5 separate regions of the Sus scrofa genome follow, and all the other regions are linked to region 1. Evidence: chromatin contacts called from public Hi-C and HiChIP or PLAC-seq data. All regions are on one chromosome and are shown on one strand. The core of a region is the stretch at or near the end of the contact, and the rest is flanking DNA. Distances in the headings are between cores, read along the strand shown. Region 1 holds the start of SLC25A19 (solute carrier family 25 member 19). Region 2 holds the start of KCTD2 (BTB/POZ domain-containing protein KCTD2). Region 3 holds the start of TSEN54 (tRNA-splicing endonuclease subunit Sen54). Region 4 holds the start of ARMC7 (armadillo repeat containing 7). Region 5 holds the start of NT5C (5'(3')-deoxyribonucleotidase, cytosolic type).

Region 1 (5,373 bases), core at 1,587-4,086:
GGTGTGGCCCTAAAAGACAAAAAAGTTAAAAAAAAAAAAGTAAATAAATAAAATTAAGAACTTGGAGTTCCTGCTGTGGCACAGTGGGTTAAGAATCCAGACACAGTGGCTCAGATCATGGGGGAGGCTCGGCTTGGATCCACGGATTGGCGCAGTGGGTTAAAGGATCCGGCGTTACTGCAGCCGCAGCATAGGTTGAAGCTTTGGCTGGGATTCAGTCCCTGACCTGGGAACTTCTGCATGCGGCGGATGGGGCCAACAAAAGCGTAACATTTATAGGTCAATCAGGGAAATGTAAACACTAATTTGATATTTGATAATATTAGGAAGTTATTGTTTTGGGAGGTGGGTGACAGTTTGGTGGATGTATTTTTTTTTTTTTTTGTCTTTTGTCTTTTTGGTTTTTGTTGTTGTTATTGTTGCTATTTCTTGGGCCGCTCCCGCGGCATATGGAGGTTCCCAGGCTAGGGGTTGAATCGGAGCTGTAGCCACCGGCCTACGCCAGAGCCACAGCAACGCGGGATCCGAGCCGCGTCTGCAACCTACACCACAGCTCACGGCAACGCCGGATCGTTAACCCACTGAGCAAGGGCAGGGACCGAACCCGCAACCTCATGGTTCCTAGTCGGATTCGTTAACCACTGCGCCACGACGGGAACTCCAGGTGGATGTATTTTTAAAAAGGGAACACTCACCTTTCTTTTTTGAGAGTTGCAATGTTTATTTCAGATTTGTTTTTGTTTGTTTGTTTGTTTGTTTGTTTTTGGCCAGACAGCAGCGACCAGAACCACAGCAGCGAGAACACAGGAATCTTGACCCGCTAGACCATCACTTGTCTTTTAAAGATAAGCTTCTAACACTTGTCTTTTAAAGATACATTTTGAGGTGTTCCCCCTGGTGGTGCAGCCTGTTAAGGATCCAGTATCATCACTGCTGTGGCTTAGGTTGCTACTGTGGCATAGGTTTGATCCCCAGGTCTGGGAACTTAAAAATGCTGCAGGAGAGAATCCCCCCCCCCAAGAAAAAGATACATTTTGAGATGCTTACTGGTAAAAATCACATGATATCTGGCATTTACTTAAAAATAATGTTGGGGGTGATATAAGGGGGAAGAACAAATCTGTCTCCATATTGGATCTGTTTCTTCTACTTTATCCTTTGTATACTAGTGCATTTGCTACAAGTTAATCACTAAAGGGACGTTACCTCTAAGCTTAAATTATACAAGATCCCTATCTCTGGGAACTCTGTCTCCCACGAAATGAGAGTTAAGCTAAGATAGCTTTGTTGGAAGTTCCTGTTGTGACTCACTGGTAACGAGCCCAACTAGTATCCATGAGGATGCGGGTTCGATCCTCGCTCGGTGGCTTAAGGATCCAGTGTTTCCAGGAGCTGTGGTGTAGGTCACAGACGAGGCTTGGATCCTGAGCTGCTGTGGCTATGGCGTAGGCTGGCAGCTGAAGCTCTGAGTCGACCCCTAGTCTGGGAACTTCCATATGCCATGGGTGCGGCCCTAAAAGCCAAAAAAAGAAAAAAGAAAAAATTGCTTTGTTCAGCTCCCAGGAAACCTCCTGACCAGGCCCATCTGTGTGACTGCAGGAAAGAATAAATTAACACATCCCTTCTGAGGCTGACTGGAACCAGGAACTGTGTGACTCCCTCATAAAAGAAGCCGGAATTCTAACCCAGGCCAGACAGTTCTTTGGGACAAGAGTCCACCATCTTCTCAGTCTGCTGGCATTCTCAATAAAGTCATTATTCCTTGCCCCCAAAACTCCTCTTTCATTTTTTTTTTTTTTAATTTTCCTCTTCCAATTTATTGGCTTGTCCTGCAGTGAGGCCAATAAATTGAGTCTGGACTCCGCACCAGTGGCACATAGCTGCTGGTATAGAGGAAATGAGACTGACCAAGGGTTGGTTAATTGCTGAAGTTCAGTAATGACTATATGGTGGCTCATTGAGCTGGTCTCTCTACTACTGCATATGCATGAAAAGATTTTAAATTGTGCAATAAAGGAGATCCTGCAGTGCCAAAAGGTGTTAAGAATCCAGTGTTGCCACAGCTGAGATTTAGGTCACAGCTGAGGTTCGGATTCGATCCCTGGTCCGGGAACTTCCGTAGGCCACAGGACAAAAGAAAAAAAAAATTAAAAATAGATATTGTGCGTCAAAATGATTGCACTAATGTAAAAAACAATTTATTTAAAAATCAGGAAGAAATACTGTCCTGCAAAACGCTGATGCTATTTGCGTAAGAAAGGTAGGATGAGTCATTTCCCCTTTATTTCTACATTTTCTGTAATATGTCTATGTATTTTTATTTTCCTAAGGGCAAACAAAACCTCTGTATTTTTGCCGTCCCCATCTTGGACTTAAAAACTCATCTATTCCCTCCTCCATGGCCTCCAGGCTTTGATTAAGCTTCCCGCCATCTTTTCCAAGTTTAGATTATCCGGATTCTGGAACTACGACGGTTTTGAGGAAAGGAGGTCAAGTCCAGAACGCCCTAAACTTCCGCCGGCCAGCAGGCTGATCTAAAGCGCGGGCCACTTTGCACCGCGACCTCCAAGTACGCAGTCTGGCTTGGGACCCGCCTCCTTCCAACGCGTGGGTTATATTTGCGCACGCGTGCGCCGAGGGACTACATCTCCCAGGAGGCTCTGCGCCTCGCGGGGTAAGGGGGCGGTGAAAACAACCTTGGTAGCGAAGGACTACATTACCCAGAGGTAACTTGAGAGGCGTTGGTCCAGGGGCGGCTTGCAACCATTGGTTCAGCGTCTGTCGGAAGCTGCGCGGTGATTGGTCCCGAAGCCCGTCGGTTCCTGCCAAGAGCAGTTAAATTTTGCTGTTAGCGTGCGCGAGAAGGGAGGGAGAGAAGAGCGCGGAGAGTTCTGCCGCGCCCTCTGAGCTGGGTGAGTGACCTTTACCTCCTCCCTCCTGGCACTTTTCTCGGGGACCTGCACCGTCGCTCCCCTGCTCCCCGGGAGGGGCCCACACGCGCAAGTACTCACGCGGGGGCTGGGACTGTACCCACACGTGTCACGTCTGACGTGAGAAGCATCTTCAGGGACGCAGGGAGCAAAATCCTGGACACGCCCCGGGCACTTCTACACGCGGGAGCCCACCTCGCGGGTGTCTTCTCTGACTCGGAGAGAAAAAACACGCTCAAAGGCACACGTGGACATCTGTGTCCACACGTGGGCACATCTGCAGAGACTCTCAGCTGAGCCCAGGGGCACACACGCTCACCGCGGGAGACCTGCATAGCTGCTGCAGTAGTAAAAGGGGAGTGGCTAAGGGAGACACCAGCGGCTCCCTATCTTCTGAATACTGAATTGTATCATACATGTAATCATATTTCATTTTTTATCTTGTCTCTTCAGATTAAATATCAAGGCTTTTTGGTACAAGAAGGAAATTTTGAACCCGCAGAAAAAGTAAGGCCACTACTGAATTGTGATTTACAAGCCCTTTCACGTGTAAAAAAATTTTACCTTTCTTACAGAGCTTATCACACATGATATCTTGGATGTTCCTTCCAGGAATCTGGCTAGGCAGGGCCACCATCATTACCATTTTCCAGAAGAAAATGAAACCTGCTAGGGGTCCAATCTGAGATATAGCCACGGGCCTACACCACAGTCACAGCAACGCAGGATCTGAGCCGAGTCTGTGACCTACACCTCAGCTCAAAGCAATGGCAGATCTTTAACCCACTGAGCAAGGTCGGGGATTGAACCTTTGTCCTCATGGATGCTGGTCAGATTTGTCTCTGCTGAGTCATGAAGGGAACTCCCTTCTTTTTTTTTCTTATAAAGTAGTTTTCTATTTATTTATTTATTCTTAGGACCACACCCATAGCATATAGAGGTTCCCAGGCTAGAGGTCAAATTGGAACTGCAGCTGTGAATCTACACCACAGCTCACAGCAATGTGGGATCCTTAACCCACTGAGTGAGGCCAGGGATCGAACCCGCATCCTCATGGATCCTAGTAGGATTCTTAATCCACTGAGCCACAGCAGGAACTCCCTGAACTCAGGCTTCTTGATTTGAGGTGTAAGATTATGTCCAGCTATACAGAACGCCTACTTATAGAAATGCCCCCTTCTTGACAGCAGGGAACCAGCACTGCTCAGCGTGACCTTTGAGGGTGTGCAGAGAAGTTAGCGAGGAATGGGCACATTCCTGGCAAGGGTGGGGAGGTTTCATACCATTAGACTTTTTTGGGGTGGCGAGGGGGGGCTATACCTGCTGCGTATGGAGGTTCCAGGCTAGAGATTGAATTGGAGCTGCAGCTGCTGGCCTTCGCCTCAGCCACAGCAATGTCAGATCCGAGCCGCATCTTCGACCTACACCACAGCTCACGGCAACACTGGATCCTTTGACACACTGAGCAAGGCCAGGGATTGAACCTGCATCCCCATGGATACTAGTCAGATTCTTAACCCATTAAGCCACTGTGGGAATTCCGCCACTAGACTTTAATAAGACATTATTTTAAAGTACTTTGCTGATAGAGCCCCGTGGAAATGTCTGGTCAATTTCAAGGATGGATTGGAGTACTACTTTGGTACTTTCAGAAATATTCGGGTTTGGGGCTGAGGGACTGGTACAGACAGAGTTCCAGGGAGAGTGAGCGGAGAAAAAGAAACAACAGTGGGGCGAAGGTGTCCCTGTGTGGGCCCTGACTTCCCTGTTACTAGAGGTGGTCAAAAAAACTAGGTTATTCTGAGGTCCCTTCTGAAATTTTTTTTTGACCACGCCCAGAGCATTCAGAAGTTCCCAACCCAGGGATCAAACCTGTACTACGGCAGCGACCTGAGCCACAGCAGTGACAACACCAGATCATTAAGTGCTAGGCCATCAGGGAACTCCTGATCTAGTCTTTTTTTTTTTTTTTTCTTTTTAGGGCCGTACCTGGGGTGTATGGAAGTTCCCAGGCTAGGGATCCAATCAAGGCCTATGCTACAGCCACAGCAACGTGGGGTCCAAGCCTCATCTGTGACCTGAACCACAGCTTGCAGCAACGCTAGATCCTTAACCCACTGAGTGAGGCCAGGGATCGAACCCATGTCCTCATGGATACTAGTCAGATTTGTTACTATTGAGCCACAATGGGAACTCCAAATGTCTGTTATGTAAATGTTGTAAAGAAGAGTAAAGCAGGATAAGCAGAGTAAAGGGGTGGATAAGGGCGTTGCTCGCTGTGGGCTGTGGGCTGGTCGGGGATGGGGGGGTTGCTCGCTGTGGGCTGTGGGCTGGTTGGGGATGGGGGGGTTGCTCGCTGTGGGCTGGTCGGGGGTGGGGGCGTTGCTCGCTGTGGGCTGTGGGCTGGTCGGGGGTGGGGGCGTTGCTCTGAGGAGTGATGGTT
Region 2 (5,373 bases), core at 930-3,429, 210 kb after region 1:
TGTGTGTAACAGCTTTAAAGATTTGGCCTGAACTTTAAAAATGTCCTGTGCAAACACTCTTCTTACCTTCTTCTGCCAATTCCTTCGTAATGATGAGCTTCCCGTGGCGGAGGTAGTTGAGGATGGGACCAAAGTAGGTAGGGTCCCTGTCAATCAGATAGGCCCCTGTCTCGTCCTGCCAAACAAACACAAGGGTGTCATTGTGCAGCTTTCCGACTAGGTCAGGGCAGGATTTCCACCCCTCTGTCACAAGTCACCAGTGAGAGGATAAGTTCTGCTCGTTGGTTATCACAAACCATCGGCAAGAAGGCTAGCTTTATGCATCTCCGACTTTAAGGTCATTCCAGGGAGGGTGTTACAGATGTACAGTGATATTCATCATCCAGGCTTTAGCTGGAAATTTTAAAATCTTCCCTCAGAAACAATTACCAACATTCTTCCTTTGGAACGTTTGTTACTAAGAAACAGAAGAAGAAAATGCTATGGTTGCAGGACCAAAATTTTTTGCGTGAGATGGACATACTGACTTCTCTATTGTCCCCGAGTCACATTCCTAATTCCAAGAAAACCTCTGTTTAGTTGGCATTGCTCCTGAGCTCAGGGCCAACATCAGTGGGAGTGTGCATTGGCAGCTGTAACTCACACATCCTAGCTCTGTGCCCAGAGGAAGCTTGGCACTGCCAGGACTTGGCTCTGAGCAGTTTTAATCCTACTCATCTTTACAGTAAAGGGAACAAGAAGAAACTGGCTGCTACTGCAACGAGGAAAATCTGGGGGCAGATAAAAATAATTCTTTTCTGAGCAAGATTTTGGAAACTCTTTAAAGTTAGGGCAGGACCGGTCTTCAATCTGAGATTTATTACTGGAGAAGCAGGAGATGAATAAATGAAATCGACCAATGTTTATCCAACCCCAGCTTTGTTGCAAAGGAACACCTGAGTGCTACCTGGGCTATAAGGCAGTGAAGTAATGGTCAATGCCCATAAATTGGAAATTAAAAGATGAACGTATAAAGTTAAAAAGAAATTCAAACGGCTGAAACTGAAAATGGGTTAAGTGTCTTGTCACTCTCAACTCTTTGGTTAGCAGCCACGCATCTTTTGCCCAATGGCACTCTTTGGGTTTCATTTTCACTAGTCTTAGCCGGTCAGCTTAGATTTGCACTGGCAAATGGTAACCTCTTTCCAAGGAATGTATATGATCTCAAATATGGATCTGAAACAGTGACAGTTACCAGATACGAGCTCAGGGACCAGGATCACAGAAAAGATGTGTAATATCACGAGAAGCACTTCCTGCAGCTGTCATCGTCAGACCCAGGCTTCACCCAACTTGGCACAGGGGTCCGAGAGGAAGTCTGAGAAAGCTACAAAGATGCCTTAGCTCATCCTGACCCAGTTCTGGATGCATCTGCCACAGGCGGTGAGGGGCTGAAGAGGAGCCAGGGAAAAACTCACGCACACCTGAGGGGCTGGGATGAGGTGCAAAGAGGAATTCGGAGGAGGGGTGTGGAGTGGATTCTCGTGGGTGAGAGTGGGCACAGTGTGGGGTAGGAGGCGCTGAGAACGAAGGGCGGGGTAGGAGAGAAAGGCTGCCTGCGCCTGAGGATGGAGAAGAGCCCCTGGCGTTAGCTTGACGGGGAAAGAGGTGGGAAGGGTGTCCCGGCCCGAGGAACCCGCCAGTGAGAAGAGTGGCGCAGCAATCTGGGGACCAGCCTAGGAGGAACGAAGGGGTTCGAAGGCCGGGGGCGCGCCCGAGGGCGGGGCGCACCTTGTCTGAGTCCAGCTCCGGGTCCTCCTGGCAGCAGAGGCGGCAGAGAAAGGACTTGGGCTCCCGGCCTAGGGTCTGCCTGGTGGTCACGAAGTAGGTGCCGCCCACGTTCAGCCGGACCCAGCGGGCCGCGCCGCCGCCCCCTGCCCGCTCGGGCGGTCCGGGACCCGGCTCCAGTGGCTGCGCGGCGGCGGTGGGCGGGCGGCCGTGTCCGCGGGGTGTGGAGCCAGCGGGGCGAGGGCTGGGGGGCCCGCGGCCCGGGCCACCCCCATCTCCCAGCCCGCTCCCGCCACCCCCTCCCAGCCCGGCCATCGCCGGGTCCAGCTGCAGCTCCGCCATCTTGGGCCGCCGCCGCCGCCGCCGCTGCCCGCCCGCCGCCGGGCCGGCCCATCTCTCGGCAGGGAGAGCCGGGCCGGCCCATCGGCGGGGGTGGGGCCGGGGGAGAGGGACTGGAGCGCCCCCAACCAGCGCCCGGGGACCCGTGCTGTGGAGGCGCTGCGGCCGCCTCCGGGGGCGGGATTTCCGGAAGTAGCCGTCATCTCTATTGGCTGTCTTGGGAAACAAGGCCCGTCCCTTTAGCTTTGGGATTGGCTGAGGTGAGGCCTTCCGGTGATCCACTTCCGTTCCTTGCTGCCTTGGACTGAGGGCCTCCGGAGTCGGTGAAGGTGAGTGGGGTTTGGGGCCCTTGGTCGCGACCCTTGCAGGTTCTTCTGCCCTGCTGACTCCAAACCTGGGCCTGATCCTTGTTGCACCCTTGCCGAGGACACCGGGCCCTGCGGTTTCCCCTCTGGCAGTGTCCCAGCTGTTCCACGCTCCCCTTCTCTCCCTTCCCCCCGAGCGCTAGGTCGCAGGGACCATTCTGTGACCTGCTGCCTTTGACTTAGGCGCCTCTACTAACCTTGTCTCGTCTAGCCCGCCCCAGCGCGACCGACTTCAGTAGTCTGGTTTGGAGGGTGAGGAAACGTTTCTCGGAGATAGTTTTAGCTTGCTGGGTGACACTAGGGTTCCAGCATTCGAGGGTGTGAAGCTTTCAGAGCCTCTCAAGTGCAGGGTTCGTTTATCCGTTCAACAGATATTCACTGAGCACCTCCTGTGTGCAATATCTGTTCTAGGCGCTGGGGATTCCGTAGTAAATAAAAGACAACAGTCCCTTTATTTATGAAGCCTACTTTCTGCTGGTGCTTGGAATAGTCTCTGTGAGGGCACTTGTTTGGCGTATTTAAAAGTCAGCTGTCCCTCCCCTCCCCTCTGGGTAACATTAGCTATCCTGAGAGCAAAAGGAAGCAGCAGGTATTGGACGAATGGTTTTTTTTTTTTTTTAAGATCCTGGGGAAGATTTCTTCCATCTCCTTTGCGACTCCCTCTATAGCTTGTAAAGACCTTTGATATTTCAATCTGTTTCCTAATGTCTATTTTCTCATATTCTGTCTTTGTTTAAAAAAGAAATGGCAGTGATGCATTTCCATCTTCTCTCATATTCACACGTGTATTGTATACCTCTTTTAAGGGTATTGCTAGTATACTCAGGGTATGTGCTAATGCTGCAGGGGATGATAAGACATGAATAGCGGGTAGAGAGCCCCTTAAGTTTGTATAAGATTGTAGAGCCGGAGTTCCCTTTGTGCCTCAGCAGGTTAATAGCCTGCCCTCTCCGTGAGAATGCGGGTTCAATCCCTGGCATTCTTCAGTAGGTTACGGACTGGTATTGCCACAAGCTGTGGCCTAAGTCGCACATGGTGGCTTGGATCCAGCTTTGCTGTGGCTGTGGCTGGCTGCAGCTTTGACCCCCTAGCCCAGGAACTTCCATGTGCCACAAGTGCGGCCCTAAAAAAAAGAAAGAAAAAGATTGTAGAGGAAATTGATGTGCAAATTACATTTGGTAACTTTTTAACACCCTTCCTAGGTAAGCAGAGCTATTCTCATTTTTCAGATGAGGAAATTCTGGTCAAGAGTCTGCTCTATTTAACTACGCTTTGTTAAAATGTGTCACGTTCTGTGCACTGGAGAATCAGTGAATTAAATGCAAACTCAGTGGAAATGTATTTAAATCATTAACTTTTATGTAATGTATGAATATTACTTTAGCAATATTTCCAAAGGTACATGGACTGCAAACACTAGAGAACAGAGCTTTTAAGGATGAGTTAGGTGTTAGGGAATAGAGAGAAGACCATCGTGTTTATGTGCCAAGTTGCACACCTTGAATTTGAAAACCTAAATTGTCCTTTTTTGATTTAGTAATCCTCATTCCTTTACTTGACTAATAAAACCACCCAAGATGCCGGTCTTTCTTTTTCTTTTTTTTTTTGGTCTTTTTAGGGCTGCACCCACAGCATATGGAGGTTCCCAGGCTAGGGGTCAAATCGGACCGGTAGCTGTCGGTCTACATCACAGCCACAGCTATGCTGGATCTGAGCTGCATCTGTGACCTACACCGCAGTTGTGGCAATGAGGATCCCCAATCCACTGAGCAAGGCCAGGGAATCGAACATGGGATACTAGTCAGGTCCATTAACCCCTGAGCCATGATGTGAGTGCTGATGCTGATCCTTCTTAAAGACTGGTATATTTCTGGAGTTCCTGTCATGGCTCAGTGGTTAATGAATTTGACTAGGAGCCATGATGTTGTGGGTTTGATCCCTGCCCTTGCTCAGTGGGTTTGAAGATCCTGCGTTGCCGTGAGCTGTGGTGTAGGTCATAGACGTGGCTTGGATCTGGCGTGGCTGTGCCTGTGGCATGGGCCAGCAGCAACAGCTCCGATTAGACCCCTAGCCTGGGAACTTCCATGTGCCGCGGGAGTGGCCCTAGAAAAGGCAAAAAGACAAAAAAAAAAAAAAAAAAAATACACCTGTATTTCTCAGATGTCCTTCAGAGGATTCTCTCCAAGAGCTCTGTTTTGATCTGACCTGTTTTATTTTCCAGGATCTGAAGATGGCTGGGCGGAAACTTGCTCTAAAAGCCATTGACTGGGTAGCCTTTGGGGAGATCATACCCCGAAACCAGAAGGCCATTGCTAACTCCCTGAAATCCTGGAATGAGACCCTCTCCACCAGGTCAGTACCTTGCCAAGAGGGAGCCTCTTAACCTGTCACAATGTGGAAACATGCTTTGGAATTATATATGACTTTCTGGTGCTTTTAAACTGGCAAAAAGTATAAAGAAACATGGGCATTTTCCAAATGAAAGCGATTTGTATGCATACCTATGAGTTCTATCCTAGGATGATAGCACCGGGCTGTAGGAATAAGGAACAGAGAAATTACTGGGTAAATTTTCTGTTGCTCATGGAACAACCTTAACTTTTGCTTTTCTGCTTGATAGGTTGGCTGCTCTACCTGAGAAGCCACCTGCTATTGACTGGGCTTACTACAAGGCCACCGTGGCAAAGGCTGGCTTGGTAGATGACTTTGAGAAGAAGGTAACTAAAGCATTGGTCTTGTGCTGTGGTCATAGGTGGGCAGCTGGACGATGGGTAATTACACTGGCAGAATGACAGGAAAGAAGGACGGTCCCAACACTCAGATCCCAAAGGCAGCTCAGGAAGGGTGGGTGTGGCCGGAAGTCTCATGATGATAGATTTAAATAGTAAATGGGTGCAGAGAA
Region 3 (5,373 bases), core at 1,580-4,079, 180 kb before region 1:
TCTTAACCCACGGAGCCACAAGGGAACTCCACTTTCAGAGTTTCTTGACTTAAATCCCCAAAAGCTGATAGCTGATAGCTACCAGGAAAAAAAATACAGCCCAGAATATTTTGATACCAAAGCTGTGGTGAGTGAGCTCCTACCTATCGCGCAGGTAGGAAGACAGCAGAAGGTGGAGGACATCTGCCTCCCACCCCACAGACAGGGGGAGGGCGGGGGACTGGCCTCTGGATGTGTCCCTGTGTCCCTGTCAGGGAGGTGCAGGCAGGAATGTCCCCATCTTGCTTGATCTCTCAGTAACCTCCACATGGCCTACCACTTCCTCCTTGGAAGACCTTCTCTTGGCTTCTGTGATGCTCCCTCACCTGCTTTTTCTCCTTGGGTCCCCCATCTTCCCCTGACCTCATGCTGGAGTGTCCGGGTCCCGGGCCACACCTCCACACAGCCCAGTGAGGTTGGCAATACCATCTGTGCGGTTATGATGCCCACATATCTGTCTCTAGCCTTGGGCTCCCCCTCCTCCCCTTTTTCCTGGCTCTCACCTGTGAAGTCAATCATCCACTTGCTTGCTTGCTTATCTATGACCCAAATGCCACCGCGAGAATGTAAGCACTTTAGCCACCGAGCTCTTGACTGCCTGGTAGCCTCAGTACATGGCCCTGTGCCTAGCCCCTTGTCAGTACTCATAAGCACTTGTTAGCTGAGTAGGTGGGTGGCTCCTCTCCGGGGAGAGAATGACAGATACCTGGTACTGCAGGAAAGTCACAGTGTCCTCAGTCAGCAGCAGCTGGTAGGCCTCCTGGATAGACAGTGGCAGGTCTTCGTGGAAGAGCTGGATGGAACCCTGGAAGTGGGGCCAACAGCCCGGCTTGTGAATCCTCCCTGCAGTGGCACAGCCAATGGGGCGACTTCCTGGCTTGCTATACCCCCCCCACCCCCCATCGCAGCGAGAATATGGCCAACCAGGAAGACAGGGGGTCGGGGAGGGAGGCAGCACTCAGAATTAGGCTGGAATCCCTGCTCCCCGCGTGGTACTCTTGTCTCCTGCTCTGGAAATCAGGTTACAAGCTCCCAGAATGCTCAGATGATATACTTTTCTTCCAATAAAAACATGGCCTTCCCGTTCCTTGGTCCCGAGCCCTTTGCCGCGCTCCCAGGGCCCCACTCACACACTCCAGCAGATACAAGGCCTCTTCTGGGTGAAGCCGCTGCCGTCCCTGCTCTGAGAAGCCCATAGTCTGCCAGAATTTACCCTGCGTGGGACCCAGAGCAAATGTCACAAAGGAGCCGGGAGGGCAGGGAGGGCGGGCTCCCTGTCTCAAAGGCCCACGGCTCACCGCAGGAGACTTCAGCTCCACGAAGCCTTCTTCCGGTCTCCACTCGGCGGCCACCAAACTGCCCCTGGCAAGGAGTGGGGAGGGGGCCGTCTCAATCTGCGGGCTTAGTCGACCCGGTCCGTCCGCCCGGCTCCGCCCCCGGCCCGGCCCGCCCCCCTCACAGGCGCTCCACGCGCTCCTCCGCCAGCAGCTGCCAGAGCTCCTCGCGGCACAAGCGCAGCCGCTCAGCCTGGGCCGCCGAGCCGTCGGGAAGGAAGTCCTTGGGGCCATGCGAGCGCTGGGGCAGCTTCTGGGGCCGCGAGCGGGCGGCGAAGAGCTCCGGCACACTGGGGAAAGCAAGAAGGGACGCGGGGTTAGCGCCACGCAGTCGGGACCGCTCGGCCCTGGCCGGGATCCCCGTCCTGGGTGCCCATCTCCTTCCCTGCGCCCACCCTGCGGTCCCGGCGCCTCCCCCGGGCCGGGCCGCGCCGCGCCGCACCTGAGCACGCGCCCGGGAGGAACCTCCACCTCGGCGGACCCAGGTTCGGGCTCCATCGGGCCGCCGTCTGCAGCTGCGCGCGCGCGCGCGCGCGCCGCCCATGCCCCGCCCACCGCCGGAACTCCGCGCGGCCCTAGCGCCCGCCAATCCGACCTCTGCTCCTCCGCGCTCCAGATCAACCCACCTGCTTTCCACCTTCCTGGTGTCCTGGGTCCTAGCGCCTGCCAACAGACATGGGGCTCGATTCCGGAGGCGGAGAGCTTGCAGGTTTCTGGATTTGTTAGGACCATCTCTCCGATCCCCAGCCCTCCTCTGGGCTCCTCTCTAGTAAAACTTGCGGAGCCTGACGTTTGAAAGTGTGCTATGAAGAGTCAAATTCATGATCTTCCCCTCCGCAGCCCTGAGCTGCTTAGTCCCCATCACCCATTGGGACAGGGAGGGAAGAAGAGGGGTGTAGAGATGGGCGAGTGCTAGGTTCCCGAATTCCAGCTTCACAAACTGGAGGCCGCCGAGGGCTGTCAGATGCGATCTAGGGAGGTTCGGTGTTCCTTCAGGGTCTTCCGTTGGGTCTCTTCCTAAGGGCTCGGAAACTATGTTTTCAGGGCCGGGGGCGGGAGGCCGCTGTCCGACCCACGATGGTGCTGAAGCGCCACCATAGATGGTCATAGGCACCTCCTCGAAGCTGGGGTCCCCGCCGCCGCCACCACGGGCCGCTCCGACACGGGCCGCTAGGTGGCACCATTGCTCCAACCAGCGGTTGTTGGTCTGCTATTCTGGCCTCGCGGGCAGAGGTCGCCGCGGCGGTCCCTGGAGGGGCGAGGGGCAAAAGGGAAGGGGGATTTCCCAAGTGAGATTCCTGGGTCTCGGTTCCCAGACCCCTTCGCATCATGTCTTCCCTCCCGCCCGTCACAAACAGGGCACCTCACCCTTCAGTCTGAACCCTAGAGCCCCAGATCGCCCCTGCTCCAACAGCCGGGACGCAGCGTACTCTCGTCCCCACCCCCGCCGCTTCACCTGGGCGCATGCGCTGAGCGAGGCAGTGTCCAAGGTCCGGACCCGAGTGATGGGGGCGGGGCCTGGGCGGCTCGGGGCGGGGCCCCAGGCACTGACTGACAGCCCGACTGCGCGGCCGGGACGATCCCTCCGCTCCCGATCCGGCGGGAGGGAAGGGGGAGGGGCGGGATTTCCTGCGGGAGGCGCCGAGCCGGCCTTGGAAAAGGAGGAGAAGAAGGAGAAAAGGGGTAAGGGGGGCAGTGGGAGCCGCCGTCCGGAGTGCCAGGGACCGAGCGGGACCAGCCGGACCCCCAGCGGGGCGGCTGGAGAGGTGAGACGGCGGGGTCTGAGCTGGGGGTCAGCACCCTTGAGGGCGGGTACAAACTAACTTTTCCTGCGGGATCGGCGGGCGCCTACATCTGTCGGCTCCTTCTGTCCTTTTCGCGCCCCTATCCCGTCCTCCCGCATCAATCCCTCCGGCACTTGGCCCTCCCGGTCCCTCCCGCCGCTTTGTTCCCCGGTCGGCTGGAGCTGGGCTGGGTTGGGGGGGTTGCGCGGCGCTGGACTGGCATTCCGGGGGGCGGGGGAGCCAGCCCGACCCCAGGCACTGCCAGGGGCGCCCTCCCCCAATGTCGGCCTCGGGCCTTGAGCTGGAGTGCCCTCTGGGTTGGGCTTGGGACATTTTGGGAGGAAGGGCGACCCCAGCTAGGGCCCCAGGCCTGCACGGGGCTCATGCCACAGGACTTGGGCAGCAAATTCATGGCCACTGAGGAACTGACGTAAGCTTTTCTAAAGTGAAGTCGGGGCTCTGGGCCACAGATTCAGGCTTGGGGGGGGCCAGGCAGCCTCATTTACCAGCGGTGCCCCAGCTCTTATCTCTGTTCTCTGCCCAGCTGCTTCCCCATCCCGCGCAAGGGTCAGCAACAGGTGCCGGAAAGCCTCCCTGTCCTGCAGGCAGACCCTCGGCCAGAGATGGAGAGCCGTAGCTCCCACTCCACCCTCTAGATTCATGAAGAGCCCTGGGGCAAGGGCATCCAGCTATTACAGCAAAGCTTAGAGAGGGAGGGGTCTGGGGGCAGGCGCCTTCCACAGGGAGTGACCACGGGCCGGGCTGCCTGCGCCTGACCTTCTGCCAGGCCCCACCTTCTGGCCCACCAGTTGTCTGTGGGTGTCAGTGCCCGGGGCTGTGGAGAACAGGCTGCTGGCCCCGCCTACCCCAATGTGTCGTGCTGCCAGGGCCCCTCCTGCCCCAGGTTGAGGTGCTGCCAGGTGCCCTGGGGCCTCAGTGACTCAACCTCCCCCTCCCAGGACCCCTTCCCCCCACCAAGTGCTGCTCTCAGGCGTGGTGGCTCCCTCCCCTCTTTGAGTGGCTCAGCCCCTCCCTTGACTCACAAGGGCAGCCAGGATGATTTGGGGGGTCCCTGGAGGCCCTGTCCGGTTCTTTCTCTGAGCCCTGCTTCTGGGACCCTTTCAGGCTCTGGCCCAGCCTTCAGCGGACCACACCTTTTCCAGACCCCTGACACCTGTCCACCGCCGCCGCTGCTGCCGCCGCTGCCCAAGGCCCGAGGGAATGCAGGCTGCCCTCTGGGTGGGCACTGGTGCTCCTGAGCCACTTTGGGAAGATTGGCGTTCCCAGTCCTGGCCCATCCCTGGGCTGTCGGAAGCTGCAAGCTGATATCCGTCCAGATTTCCACACAGCCTCCACCCCCTCAGAGATCAGCTTTCCGGCCTGTGGTGGCAGCTCACGAAGCACCTTGAGGGAGTAGCTGTCAGCGCCTGACAAGAAGCCCCCAGCCTGGGACACCAGACACCCTCCCCCCCGGACACCTGGTCCTCCCAAGGGCCCAGGGATGGCACCCTGACGCCTCGACTTAGATCAGCTTCCTGCTTCTGCCCTGGAACCCTGATCCCAGCCCAGGGACCAGGATGGGTCGTGAACAGGACCTAATCCTCGCTGTCAAGAATGGAGATGTGACTGGTGTGCAGAAACTGGTGGCTAAGGTCAAGGCTGCAAAGACGAGTGAGTACCTGGTGGGGTAACTGCCCAGGGAGACCCTCCCCTGAGTGCCAGGCCATAGGGAGGCCTCACCCTGACCTGGGGGCTTGGCGGGGGAGGACTGCCTTTTTCCATACAAGGAGCGCCTCTGTGTGGGAGAGCCAGAGAGGAAGTTGGGTCCCCTTGCTGTGTGTCCTTAGGCAAATCATTTAACCTCTCTGGGCCTCAAGTGCCTTGTCGGTGAAGTAGGAGGATTGAAGTATGTTCATTCTCATTTTTTTGAGTATCTATTGTGTACCAGGCTCTGAGCACGAGCCACATGAGCCACAGCGGTGAATGAAACAAACCTAAACTCCTACCCTCGTAGAGGTGCCTTTAGCAGGTGGTTTGTCCAGCATGTTCTTTGGAGCTGTGGGGTTTCTGGCAGTGGGTTAGGAAGGACTGACTGCAGAGAGCTCCGCCCCCACCCCCAGTTCACCCAGAGCATCTCTGCATCTTTGTCAGCTTAATGGAGATATCAGTATGATAGCTTTTTTCTTTTCTTTTCTTTCTTTTGTTCTTTTTTTTTT
Region 4 (5,373 bases), core at 1,444-3,943, 150 kb after region 1:
CAGTGGGTTAAGGATCCAGCACTGCCGTGAGCTGTGGTGTAGGCCGCAGATGCAGCTGGATCTGGCGTGGCTGTGGTGTAGGCCGGCAGCTGTAGCTCTGATTTGATTCCTAGCCTGAGAACTTCTATATGTCTCAGGTGCAGCCCTCAAAAGACAAAAAAAAAAAAAAAAAAAAAAAAAACAATTAAGTCATGTTGACAGCATACACCCTTGATATAAATGAAAAGGACCCTTTACCTCTGTGGTCGTTCTCCCCCCCCAAACCCACATCCCCGTCTAATCGTGAGAAAAACACCAGAAATCCCACTTGGGGGAAAAGCTACAAGATACCTGACCAGTGTTCCTGAAAACTGCCAAGGTCCTCTGAAATGGGGCAAAGTCTCAGAGAGTGGCTCAGCCCAGAGGAGCCGAAGGAGACATGACAACGACACGTACTATAGTGTCCTGGGCGGAATCTTGGATCAGTAAAAGGATATCAGGGAAAAAGTAAGGAAACGTGAATAACTTATGGCCTTGAGTAAATAATAATGGTTTATTAACTGTAACAAACCTATCTTAAACGAATGGAAGACGTGAACGATAAGGTAACCAACTGCGGGTGGCACACGTGCAAACTCTGCCCTATCTTTGCACTTCTTCTAAAATACAAAGTTTGCTTAAGGAGAGACAGAGAGAGGAGTTCTGGCTGTGGTGCAGAAGGATCAGTGGCATCTCTGGAGGACTAAAACGTGGGTTCAATCCCCAGCCTGGCACAATGAGATAAGGATTGGGTGCTACCACAGCTGCGGTGTACGTTGAAACTGTGGCTCAGATCCGATCCCTGGCCAGCGAACCCCATATGCCAAGAGGCGGCCAAAAAGAAAGAAAGAAAGAAAAAAAAAAAAGAGAGAGAGGTTGAGAGCTAAGGATCATAACAACCACGTTAAGTGCGTGGATCCTGGCGTGCATTCTGGTTTAAACAAAGCAAAAAAAATTGCATCCTTCCGGTAACTATAAAGAAATTTGCATGACTGGGTATTTGGTGATAATCTACGTTGATAAGATTCCTCTCACTATACAGAAAAATGTTTCTTCAAAGATACACGTGGGAGTTCCCTTCATGGCTCAGCGGTTAGCGAACCTGACTAGCAACCATGAGGACGCGGTTCAATCCCTGACCTCAATCAGTGGGTTGAGGATCCCACGTTGCAGGGAGCTGTGGTGTGGGTCACAGATATGGCTCGGATCCTGTGATGCTGGATGCTGTGGCCGGGAGCTATAGCTCTGATTCGACCCCTAGCCTGGAACCACCATATGCCCTAAAAAGACAACAACAACGAAACAAAGATACATGCTGAACAACGAACGTCTGTCCTCAGAATCAACAAACTCTTTCCTACCACCTAGCTCTGAGTCAGGAGCTGCCTCGAGCTCTTGGACCTCATTTGGTACCTCTCTCAGCTTCATTCACCACAGTCCCACCACATCAGCCTTTCCTTCTGCCTCCTCCCGCTTAAGGGTCTGGGCCCATGCTGTGCCTCTGCCGAGACCGCCTTCCCACGATGGCCAAAACAAAAGGAGTGTCTACCTCCCCTTGCTCCACCTCATCAGCCTGTTTATTTTCTTCAGAGCCTCAGCTTTTGTTCAAACACCTGTCTCCCTCTACCAGAGTGTAAATTCCTCGAGGGCAAAGACCTTTTCCCCAACCTGCTTGCCATCTTCCCAGCATTTAGAACAATACCTTAATCACACAGTACATGCCCCATAATACCTGTCCAGCGAATAGTTCGATAGGTCCTAGGCATAAGCCATTCCAAGTCACCTCTACTTCTCTGGATATTAAAACATGAAGATAAAGCTGTTTAAAAAGAGCACTCCACTCCCCCCTCCCGACCGCACCGGCCTTCAATCCATTTCCTCATTTATGCACACACCTGTAAGCAAGCAGCGCAGACAGGCACGCAGAATGAGTGCTTCGCAGCTGAGGGACTGCTTAAGATTCCTTTCTCCCAAACTCACTTCTAACTCACTGACCTCATTAAAGCCCATCAGGCATCTAGGAGTTGCACCCCATCCTTACCAATAGCAAACTCCACCAGGGTTTCATTCTCTTCCGACAGTGAATCGAGGAATAAATCCAGGACCTGCAGCTGCCGCAGATACTGGTAATTACTGGGGTCATAGGCGAAGTTAGCGAGGTTGGCCAGTACTTGCTCCTTGGCGTCTGCAGTGGAAAAGCAGCATTGGAACCAGGTCTGGGGCGGCGGCGGTGGCCGGACCCCTGCCCCCGCCCTGCTCCCCCCGCCGCCGCTCTCACCTTGGCTCTCTGTCTCCTGGAATTCCGTGACCAGCGCCTGAAGATATCCTAGCCGGCCGACGTGAGGGTCTACCTTCGGCTTCTGGGCCATGGTCGGGCGGCGGAGGGCCCCCGAGGGAACGGCAGGTGTGTGGAAGGTGAGGCCGGAAAGCGGGGCGAGAATCTTACCCGGGTCTCCACCGGCCCGGGGAGGGGAGGACTGGGGCGGGAAACGGGCTCCTCTCCTGGCTTTAGGCTCTGCGGTAATTTGCAGCTGAAACTGGGGTGTGGGAAATGGGATGGGGATTCAGGACTCCGTAAGAGTTAGGAGTGGAAAATCTAAGGACGGGCGCAGGAGACAAGCACACAACCGCCCGCTGTGGAAGAGAGGAGCAGGAGCAGCGCCCGGCAGAGCTCGGTTTTCTTCCAGGTTCCGGATTTCCGGGAGAAGCCGCGCCTAGTCCCGCCCCTGGGCGGAAGGGGCGGGTCGAAGGGGGCGAGGGGCGGGGCCCTCGCAGAGCTTAGAGGGCTTGCGCGGAACGCTTGCTGCTTCTCAGCTCCAGATGAGGGCGATCCGCCTGGCTGGCGATCCGCCTGGCCGGCGATCCTGGAAGGTTGTGGAAGCACTGAGGAGCGCGGCCAGAGCCTTTAAGAGCTTAGAGGTGGCGGGGGTGTAGGGACACCCACGGGAGAACTGTCGAGGCAGAAGCACTTCCAGATACTTCTGCACTTGAGGGGGGCGCAGCCCAGCCTTCTGGAGCAAGGGACGCTCCTCTGGAACTCGGGTGTCTGTCCTCTGCAACTCTGGCTCCCAGTGTCCTCCATGTAGGTCCTTTAACACTACCTTGTGGCCGGCTTTTCCTGGCACCCTCTGCTTCCCAAACTCGTGCTAAGTCTGCCACCTCTGGCCAGAAACCTCAGGAACTGGGTAATGTCCTAAGGCATTTTGTCAGCCAAGTGGACGGGGAGCACCAGGGGCAGCACCATCAGGCCCTAGAAGGAGCCTCAGTGCACCGCTCTGGCGGCTTTCTGGGTTGTGGAGCCAGACAGACCTCACAGGCGCAGAGGACAGAGCACCAGGGAGGAAGGTGGCTTCTCGCACTCTAGTCATGCTTGAAAATGGGTGGATAAAAGAGGCTTGGGCTGTGCGCTATTTTGTTTTGCTTTTAAGAAAAAATTTCTTTTTGCGTTTATTTGCTTTTTTTTAATTTTAGGGCCGCACCCGAGGCATATGGAGTTTCCCAGGCTAGGGGTCCAATCAGGGCTACAGCTGCCAGCCTACACCACAGCCCCAGCAAAGCAGGATCTGAGCTGCATCTGCAACCTACACCACAGCTCTCTGCAACGCCAGATCCTTAACCCACTGAGCAAGGGCAGGGATGGAACCTGAAACCTCATAGTTCCTAGTTGGATTCATTTCTGCTGCGCCATGAGGGGAACTCCCAAGCTGGCTTTTTTTTTTTTTTTTTTGGATGGAACCTGCACCACAGCAGCAACCCAAGCCATGACAACACTGGGTCATTAACTAGCTGAGCCACTAGGGAACTCTTCTGTGAGCTTCCTGAGGGCAAGGGCCATGGGCCTTTGGCCCTGGGCCTGGCATGAGGGCAGAGTGGCTGCCATACTCCAGCCTGCCACAGCCCCACTGGGAGCCCCTCTGTGGTCTCAGGTCCTTGTGATAAGCCCCTGCCCTATGCACACACCCCAGGCCAAGAGTTTTGACCGTAGTCTGGATGCTTGGGCCCCCGCTCCTTCTTGAAGGGTGGTGGTCCCAGGCCCCTCAGCTTGTGAAGGGAGCTGATGCGGCCCAGAGAAGTGCATGTTAGCCCAGGGCGGCCAAGGGGGCTTCTCTGCTTCTGGCTGGACAGAGGAGTAAAGGCCTGGGAACAGTGGGCTTCACCCTATGCAGGTTAGGAACGGCTCTGCCCACTCTCTAAAAGAATCCCAGATCAGCTAAGAGTGAATTCTGGAATCAGATAGAAACTTCCACCATCACTTGTCCCCTCCTAAGGCTTCAGGGGCCCTCATCTTTGGGGAAGAATTCTTAGTCCTTGGTTTTGTGCTGAGGGCAGCGATCTGGTCTTACTCCTCTCAGCCCAGTTCCTGACACACAGTAGATGCTCAATAATATTTGTGGGAGGAATTCTGCCCAGAGATTATTGCCACTCTTGCCCAGCGGGCAGAGAAGGTGGAAGTTTCCTATGCTAAATATTTACTGATCTCTTTTTTCTTTGAAACAAGTTTTCAAGAAATGGGCCTAACGGGACGCAAGTTTCAAAGCCTTGCAGCTACTAGCACCGGAAGCATTCATCTACCAGTCCCAGCGCGCTCTCTTTCCATTGAGATGGAGAGGAGACAGGACCTGGTGAAATGTGTCCAGCGGTGCATTCTCCCTTCAGTGCTCAAGCTGTGGACAGTGACCATGTACAGGACAGGGATGGGAACAGGGACACCATGGGTCTTCAGGGTCAGACCTTTCAAACTGGAAGAGACTTTAGCTTTTCAAGGCCCAGGGATGGTGAACAATTTGCCCAAAGTCACACAGCAAATTGTGGCAGAGTCAAACTTGAATTCCACGCTCTATCCCAGCCCAGAGCCCTTTGCTTCATTTCTATACTACTGCCTTTGGCCAGAAGGGGGCACTCATGGGTCCTGGAGAAGGATGTTCCCAAGGACATTTACTTGTGCCAGCTGGAGCGCGCAGGAGGAAGGCAGGAGTTGGGTCACAGAAGAAAATCGATTCTCCTGATAAGGTTTTCTTGTTGGAGCCTGGGTGCACTTGAATCAACAAACAAGGTCCTGGGTGAGAGTAGCCCTGAAGGGGGACGAGGAAAAACTGACTCCAGGCCTATTTTCCAACTTCAGGGGTCACAGGGTTTATTACCTGCTGCGGAAAATGTTTTCGTGTGCAATGCAAACAAACCTTGTTTTTCATTCCCTCAGTTGGTCAGTATTCTGTTGGGACAAGTCTGGGCTGATGGCAGCCAGCCCTCAGGTGATGACCTCGGGGAAGGCACCAGCCCAGAAAGCATATGGGAGAAGCTGTGACCTCCAGGCCAGCAGCACAAGCCAATGGGGAGCAGGGGTGGCTTGGCAGT
Region 5 (5,373 bases), core at 2,045-4,544, 130 kb after region 1:
AGAAGATGGGAGAAAGCTCCTTGGGTTCTAGGCAGAAAGTTCCAGGTCAGCATGCTATATTTAATGTCCAGATTGAGCAATGCAAGACCTAGCTTTTTCTTTCTTTGCTTTTTAGGGCCACACCTGTGGCATATGGAGGTTCCCAGGCTAGGGGTCGAATCAGAGCTGCAGCTGCCAGTCTACACCACAGCCACACCAGATCTGAGCTAACGGCCACACCAGATCCCTGACCCACAGGGATGGAACACACATCCTCAAGGATACTAGTCAGTCTCATTTCTGCTGCACCGCAATGGGAACTTGCAGACCTGGTTTTAGTCTAGCTGTACTCCTTGACCAGCCAGCCGCATTCCTTGGGCTTGTCATTTGTGAACTCAGTGTCCTAAATGAAACTTCTGGAACTCTCCTATGCTGCTGGTGGGAATGTAAATTGGTGCAGCCACTGTGGAAAACAGTATGGAGGTTCCTGAACTAAGAGTTGCCACTCCTGGGCATATAGCCAGAAAAGGCTGTGTAATTCAAAAAGATACATGCATCCTTATGTTCATAGCAGGACTATTCACAATAGCCAGGACATGGAAACAACTTAAACATCTATTGACAGAAGAACTGATAAAGATGGTGTACATATACACAATGGAATACTACTCACCCATAAAAAGGAATGAAAATAATGCCATTTGCAGCCACATGGATGGACCTCCAGACTATCATACTAAGTCAAGTATATCAGAAAAAGACAAATACCATATGATATCACTTATATGTGGAATCTAAAACACAGCAAGTTCCCTGTGGCACCGAGGGTTTAAGAATCCAACTTTGGGAGTTCCCATCGTGGCGCACTGGAAACTAATCCGACTAGGAAACATGAGCTTGCAGGTTCAATCCCTGGCCTCACTCAGTGGGTTAAGGGTCTGGCGTTGCCGTGAGCTGTGGTGTAGGTCGAAGATTCAGCTTGGATCTGGAGTGGCTGTGGCTGTGGTGTAGGCTGACAGGTACAGCTCTGATTCGACCCCTAGCCTGGGAACCTCCATATGCCACAGATACGGCCCTAAAGAGACAAAAAAAAAAAAAAAAAAAAAATCCAACTTTGCCACAACTGTAGCACAGGCTGCAACTGGGGTTGGGTTTGATCCCTGGTCTAGGAACTTACACATGCAGCCAGTGTGGCAAAAAAGACACAAATGAACTTATCTATGAAACAGCAACGCACTCACAGAGGATAGAGGACAGACTTGTGGTTGCCAAGGGGGTGAGAGGAGGGAAGAACTGGGTGTTTGGGATTAGCAGATACAAACTATTATTTATAGGATGGCTGAACAACAAGGTCCTACTTACCGTATAGCACAGGGAACTATATTCAGTATCTGGTGCTAAACCATAATGGAAAAGATGGAATTCCCTGCGCTGCAGCAGGTTAAAGATCCAGCACTGTCACTGCAGCAGCTCGGGCTGCTACTGTGGTGAGGGTTCTTCTCAGGAACTTCCATGCTCCACAGATGCAGCCACAAGACAAATACTACAAAAGAATATGAAAAAGATATCTATAACTGGGTTAATTGAATTAACCTACATTTGAAATCAACTGTACTTCAATAAAAATGTTTTTAAAAGAAAAGGAACTTTGAACGAGGTCACCTCTAAAAACCCCGCCGTGATTGAAATGACTCAAGCATAATGTCTAACCACCAGCTCATTTGACCTATGGACATTCCTTTGGGAAGAATGAGGGTAATCACAGATTACTGGGCTAAGTTTTTCTTCCTTATTGTGTAAAGCGTTTGCAAAATGGAGAATTAATTGCTGTGCTACAGAACGCTTCCAGTTTCACTAAGACAGGTTAGCCCTACACATAGCCTGAGTTGCGGTTTCAGTTAGGAGTTCAGAGGTGGAGCACCTGCACCCTTCTCTCTAACAATGGAGCTCTGGGAAAGAGATGTCCCCCATTTGTGTTACAACTTGTGAACTTGGCTTTTGTCTTTATTTCATGAAGGTAAATGCCTAGTCCAAACGTGCTCTGAGGGACAGTTCTGCCAGTCATTTTGGTACTATTTCACATTTCAGAAAATTCTATATAAACATGTTTGCTAAGGGTGTTGAACTTTCCCCTTAGAAGGCTTAGGGTTTGGGGTTCCCTTCCTGGCTCAGCGGTTAACGAACTCCACTAAGATCCATGAGGATGCGGGCTCGATCCCTGGCCTCGCTCAGTGGGTTAAGGATCCTGTGTTGCCTTAGGCTGTGGTGTAGGTCACAGATACGGCTCTGGCCTGGTGTTGCTGTGGGTGTGGCACAGGCCAGGGGGTACAGCTCTGATTTGACCCCTAGCCTGGGAACTTCAATATCCTGCAGGTGCAGCCCTGAAAAGCAAAAAAAAAAAAAAAAGCTTAGGGTTTACAAAGTGAAGTTGAATGATCTTAAAATGATGATAGCAGGAGAATCAGCATTTTGTGGACTTTTTACACAATTGTGTGACCTCAGTGGCTTTGTATTTATTGCTAATGCCCATTGTAGAATTTCAAAATTGATCACCAGGTTCCCCTTCCTAAAGCTTCTTCTGTTCCATTTGGAAGTACTGGGGTGCTCAACTGGGAAACTACAGGAAGATGGGTGACTTAACTCAAATCTGAATCTAGTTTGTAGGTAAATACATTTATACGTAGTCAGGAAATTTACACGTGAAATCTACAAAAAGGAGAATCAATAACACATTCGGACGTTCAGCATTTTCTAGAGGAGGATATAACTCCAATTCTAGAAGAGTGTCAGTTCCACAAAAAGGAGGATGGTCTGGGTTACCTGAGTCTCCTCCTCCAGGTGAACCGGATGCTTAAAGCAGATGCTCCCATGTTTCAAGCCAGCTCTGGTTTATGAATTGGTGTCTGAGGAGCTCTGTTCACAAGAACCCGCTGTCTTCAGCAGATTCATTCACTTCGGTCACTGGGAGTCCCCATGATTTGAGCCTTGGGTTGGTGCTGCCTTGACGTGGCGGGAGCTCTGCTCCAGAGTCCCCACAAGCAGGGAGGACAGGGATGGATTCTTAAAAGGGGGCGTCAGCTCACGGGTTTAAGCAGCCTTGGCTCCTTCTCAGAAGCCGTTGATCTGTATTTAGGAGAGACCCTCTGCCGGGCCCCTGGAAGGTCTGCCCCAAGAAACGTCTGAGGTGAGCGAGGACGTCTGCCACCGAGCGCAGGGTGGCTGGGGTGCACGTAGGCGCGGCCTCAGACCAGAAGAGCAGCTCAGGCCACCTCCGCGCCGGCTGCTGGGGCACTGGGGGAGGCCCGGTGCTTCCGGGGGGCGGGGCAACCCGGCGTCCATGCAAATTAGCCCCGCCCCCCGCCCCCTCCCGGAAGCCGCCGTCCCGGCGCGGAGCTCAACTCGGCTCCGGCCCGGGTTTCCGCGCGCGTCCATGCTTCCGGCCGGCCCGTGCCTCGCGGTGATGGCGGCAAGGTACGCGCGGCCCGTGCGGGTGCTGGTGGACATGGACGGCGTGCTGGCGGACTTCGAGGCCGGCCTGCTGCGGGGCTTCCAGCGAAACTTCCCCAGGGAGCCGTACGTGCCGCTGGAGGAGCGCCGCGGCTTCTTCGCCCGGGAGCAGTACCGAGCCCTGCGCCCCGACCTGGCGGTAGGTGGGGGGAGAGGCGAGGATCAGGGGGAACCGGGAGCCCCGACCCCAGTGTCCCAAACGGGAAGCCCCAACCTCCTGGGCACCTGGGAGTGGGGCGCCTTCCCCCTTGGGTCAGGACCGCCTGTGCTCCACGTCCAGAGACAAAGCTTTCACTTCAGAATCCACACTTCGTCCCAGGACAAGACAGTCTGGAGGAGTACTTACCCCTAAACAAAGTCCCCTCCCTGAGGCTCTGATGTGGGGATCGAGGCGCCCCCCTTCCCCCAGGAATCTTGAGAGTCCTCGCTGGGGCTGGCGAGATCGGCTGGGAGCAGAGCCAGGACAGGAACACTGTATCTTTCAGGACAAAGTGGCCAGTGTGTATGAAGCCCCAGGCTTCTTCCTAAACTTGGAGCCCATCCCTGGAGCCTTGGAAGCCATGCGGGAGATGAATGACATGCAGGAGTGAGGAAGGGTCGGGAGGGAGGTGGGGGGGAGCAGGGGCTGGCACCACCCTGTCTGACCCGCGCCCCTTCCCGCAGCACTGAGGTCTTCATCTGCACCAGCCCGCTGCTCAAGTATGACCACTGCGTGCGCGAGAAGGTGCGGCACTGGCGGCACACCCAGGGTCCTAAGGCCCCATCTTTGAAAGAAACCAGCAGAAACACACAAAGTCGGGGGTGGGGGTGGGGGGAGGGGACGATAGCTTCAAGGGCGGCAGACCCTCCCACCTACTTGCTCGCTGGCCTTGAATTCCGGGGTCCGTCCGGCCCTCCTGACAGACTTGTGCCCACCACACAGTACGGCTGGGTGGAGAAGCACCTGGGGCCCCAGTTTGTGGAGCGCATTATCTTGACGAGGGACAAGACCATGGTCTTGGGGGACCTGCTCATTGATGACAAGGACACCATTCAAGGTAGGAGCCATTTTCCTTGGCACCCTCCGGGCACTGGGCCTGCTGGGATACGAGGGAGGGGGTAGAGATCACCACGTCACCCATTGCGTCCCCTGCCTTCCTCTGCGTCCTGTCACAGGCCAAGAGGAGACCCCAAGCTGGGAGCACATCTTGTTCACCTGCTGCCACAACCAGCACCTGGCCCTGCCCCCGACCAGGAGGCGGCTACTCTCCTGGAGTGACAACTGGAAGGAGATTATAGACAGCAAGCGGGAAGTCCTGTGGCGGGGCCCGCCCGGCCTGGGTCTGCTGCATGCATGAGCCAAGGGGCAGTGGCAGTGGACAGGATCTGGAGGAAGGGGAGGCAGGCCAGCAGGGAACCCCGGCACGACTGGGTGCCAGGGCAGCATGGTGGCAGGGACCCCTCAGCACTGCCCTCTGGAACCTCCCGGGGTAGCTGCATGGCCACCTAGTGGGAAATCAGGAACCTTTTAAATAAAGCACTGCTCACTGCTCTCTTAAGGCCTTTTATTTGGGAAGCGAAGGGGCAGGAGCCCTACAGGGGCTGGAACAGGCTGAGGGGGCGGCCTTCGCCTCCCTCCTTGCCTCCTCAGTCCCTTAGTCCCATTCCTCTCGAACCCACCTTTCCTTGGCCATGTACAAGGTCAACCTTGAAGACGTGCTGAAGGGGGGCCAGGACCTTCCACTGGTCCCGAAGCTCACTTTCCATGAGGGCCTGTGCCTCTTCCCTGGGCTGAGCCGTGTGCACTGGCCTCAGCCTCATGCTTTTGTCAGAATCCAGCCCCGTCCCCTGGAGCACGGAGCATCCCTGAAGCCAGGGGCAGGGACTCGCCCTCACTAACCCTGATGG

The links. Hi-C and Micro-C count contacts between places; a contact is called where the count stands out from the background. HiChIP or PLAC-seq counts read pairs in DNA pulled down with a chosen protein or histone mark.
Region 2: a contact with region 1 is called in a Hi-C map of liver, with 8 times the contacts expected there. The contact joins the promoter of KCTD2 here to the promoter of SLC25A19 in region 1. A contact is called at or near these places in 1 of 47 Hi-C or Micro-C datasets (liver) and 1 of 2 datasets of contacts at active chromatin or transcription factors (alveolar macrophages).
Region 3: a Hi-C map of embryonic fibroblasts shows a contact between it and region 1, with 2.0 times the contacts expected there. The contact joins the promoter of TSEN54 here to the promoter of SLC25A19 in region 1. A contact is called at or near these places in 1 of 5 promoter capture datasets (liver), 8 of 47 Hi-C or Micro-C datasets (alveolar macrophages, embryonic fibroblasts, epiblast stem cells and 4 more) and 2 of 2 datasets of contacts at active chromatin or transcription factors (alveolar macrophages and skeletal muscle).
Region 4: a Hi-C map of liver shows a contact between it and region 1, with 2.1 times the contacts expected there. The contact joins the promoter of ARMC7 here to the promoter of SLC25A19 in region 1. A contact is called at or near these places in 5 of 47 Hi-C or Micro-C datasets (embryonic fibroblasts, fetal liver, heart right ventricle and 1 more) and 1 of 2 datasets of contacts at active chromatin or transcription factors (alveolar macrophages).
Region 5: an H3K27ac HiChIP or PLAC-seq map of alveolar macrophages shows a contact between it and region 1. The contact joins the promoter of NT5C here to the promoter of SLC25A19 in region 1. A contact is called at or near these places in 3 of 47 Hi-C or Micro-C datasets (embryonic fibroblasts, epiblast stem cells and fibroblasts) and 1 of 2 datasets of contacts at active chromatin or transcription factors (alveolar macrophages).

What each region holds. Positions count from the first base shown.
Region 1 is chr12:6,030,825-6,036,197 of Sscrofa11.1, forward strand. It overlaps SLC25A19 (solute carrier family 25 member 19), which reads left to right and starts at 2,837. Exons shown (of 8, transcript NM_001164514.1): 1 at 2,837-2,912; 2 at 3,384-3,437. It overlaps LOC102165522 (a long non-coding RNA gene), which reads right to left and starts at 2,822. Exons shown (of 3, transcript XR_002336994.1): 1 at 2,721-2,822.
Region 2 is chr12:6,239,184-6,244,556 of Sscrofa11.1, forward strand. It overlaps KCTD2 (BTB/POZ domain-containing protein KCTD2), which reads right to left and starts at 2,180. Exons shown (of 6, transcript XM_021066666.1): 1 at 1,771-2,180; 2 at 67-175. The coding sequence starts at 2,109. It overlaps ATP5H (ATP synthase, H+ transporting, mitochondrial Fo complex subunit D), which reads left to right and starts at 4,691. Exons shown (of 5, transcript NM_001244684.1): 1 at 4,691-4,823; 2 at 5,092-5,188. The coding sequence starts at 4,702.
Region 3 is chr12:5,852,962-5,858,334 of Sscrofa11.1, forward strand. It overlaps TSEN54 (tRNA-splicing endonuclease subunit Sen54), which reads right to left and starts at 2,830. Exons shown (of 12, transcript XM_021066651.1): 1 at 2,742-2,830; 2 at 2,000-2,622; 3 at 1,499-1,663; 4 at 1,338-1,401; 5 at 1,170-1,253; 6 at 746-844. The coding sequence starts at 1,235. CASKIN2 (caskin-2) reads left to right here and starts at 2,913. Exons shown (of 20, transcript XM_021066645.1): 1 at 2,913-3,139; 2 at 4,283-4,828. The coding sequence starts at 4,735.
Region 4 is chr12:6,180,389-6,185,761 of Sscrofa11.1, forward strand. It overlaps ARMC7 (armadillo repeat containing 7), which reads right to left and starts at 2,694. Exons shown (of 3, transcript NM_001243806.1): 1 at 2,297-2,694; 2 at 2,060-2,203. The coding sequence starts at 2,387. SLC16A5 (monocarboxylate transporter 6) reads right to left here. Exons shown (of 5, transcript XM_005668613.3): 5 at 5,127-5,373.
Region 5 is chr12:6,159,126-6,164,498 of Sscrofa11.1, forward strand. NT5C (5'(3')-deoxyribonucleotidase, cytosolic type) reads left to right here and starts at 3,295. Exons shown (of 4, transcript XM_021066663.1): 1 at 3,295-3,625; 2 at 3,972-4,072; 3 at 4,150-4,523; 4 at 4,642-5,018. The coding sequence starts at 3,317. The coding sequence ends at 4,823. ARMC7 (armadillo repeat containing 7) reads right to left here. Exons shown (of 3, transcript NM_001243806.1): 3 at 5,016-5,373.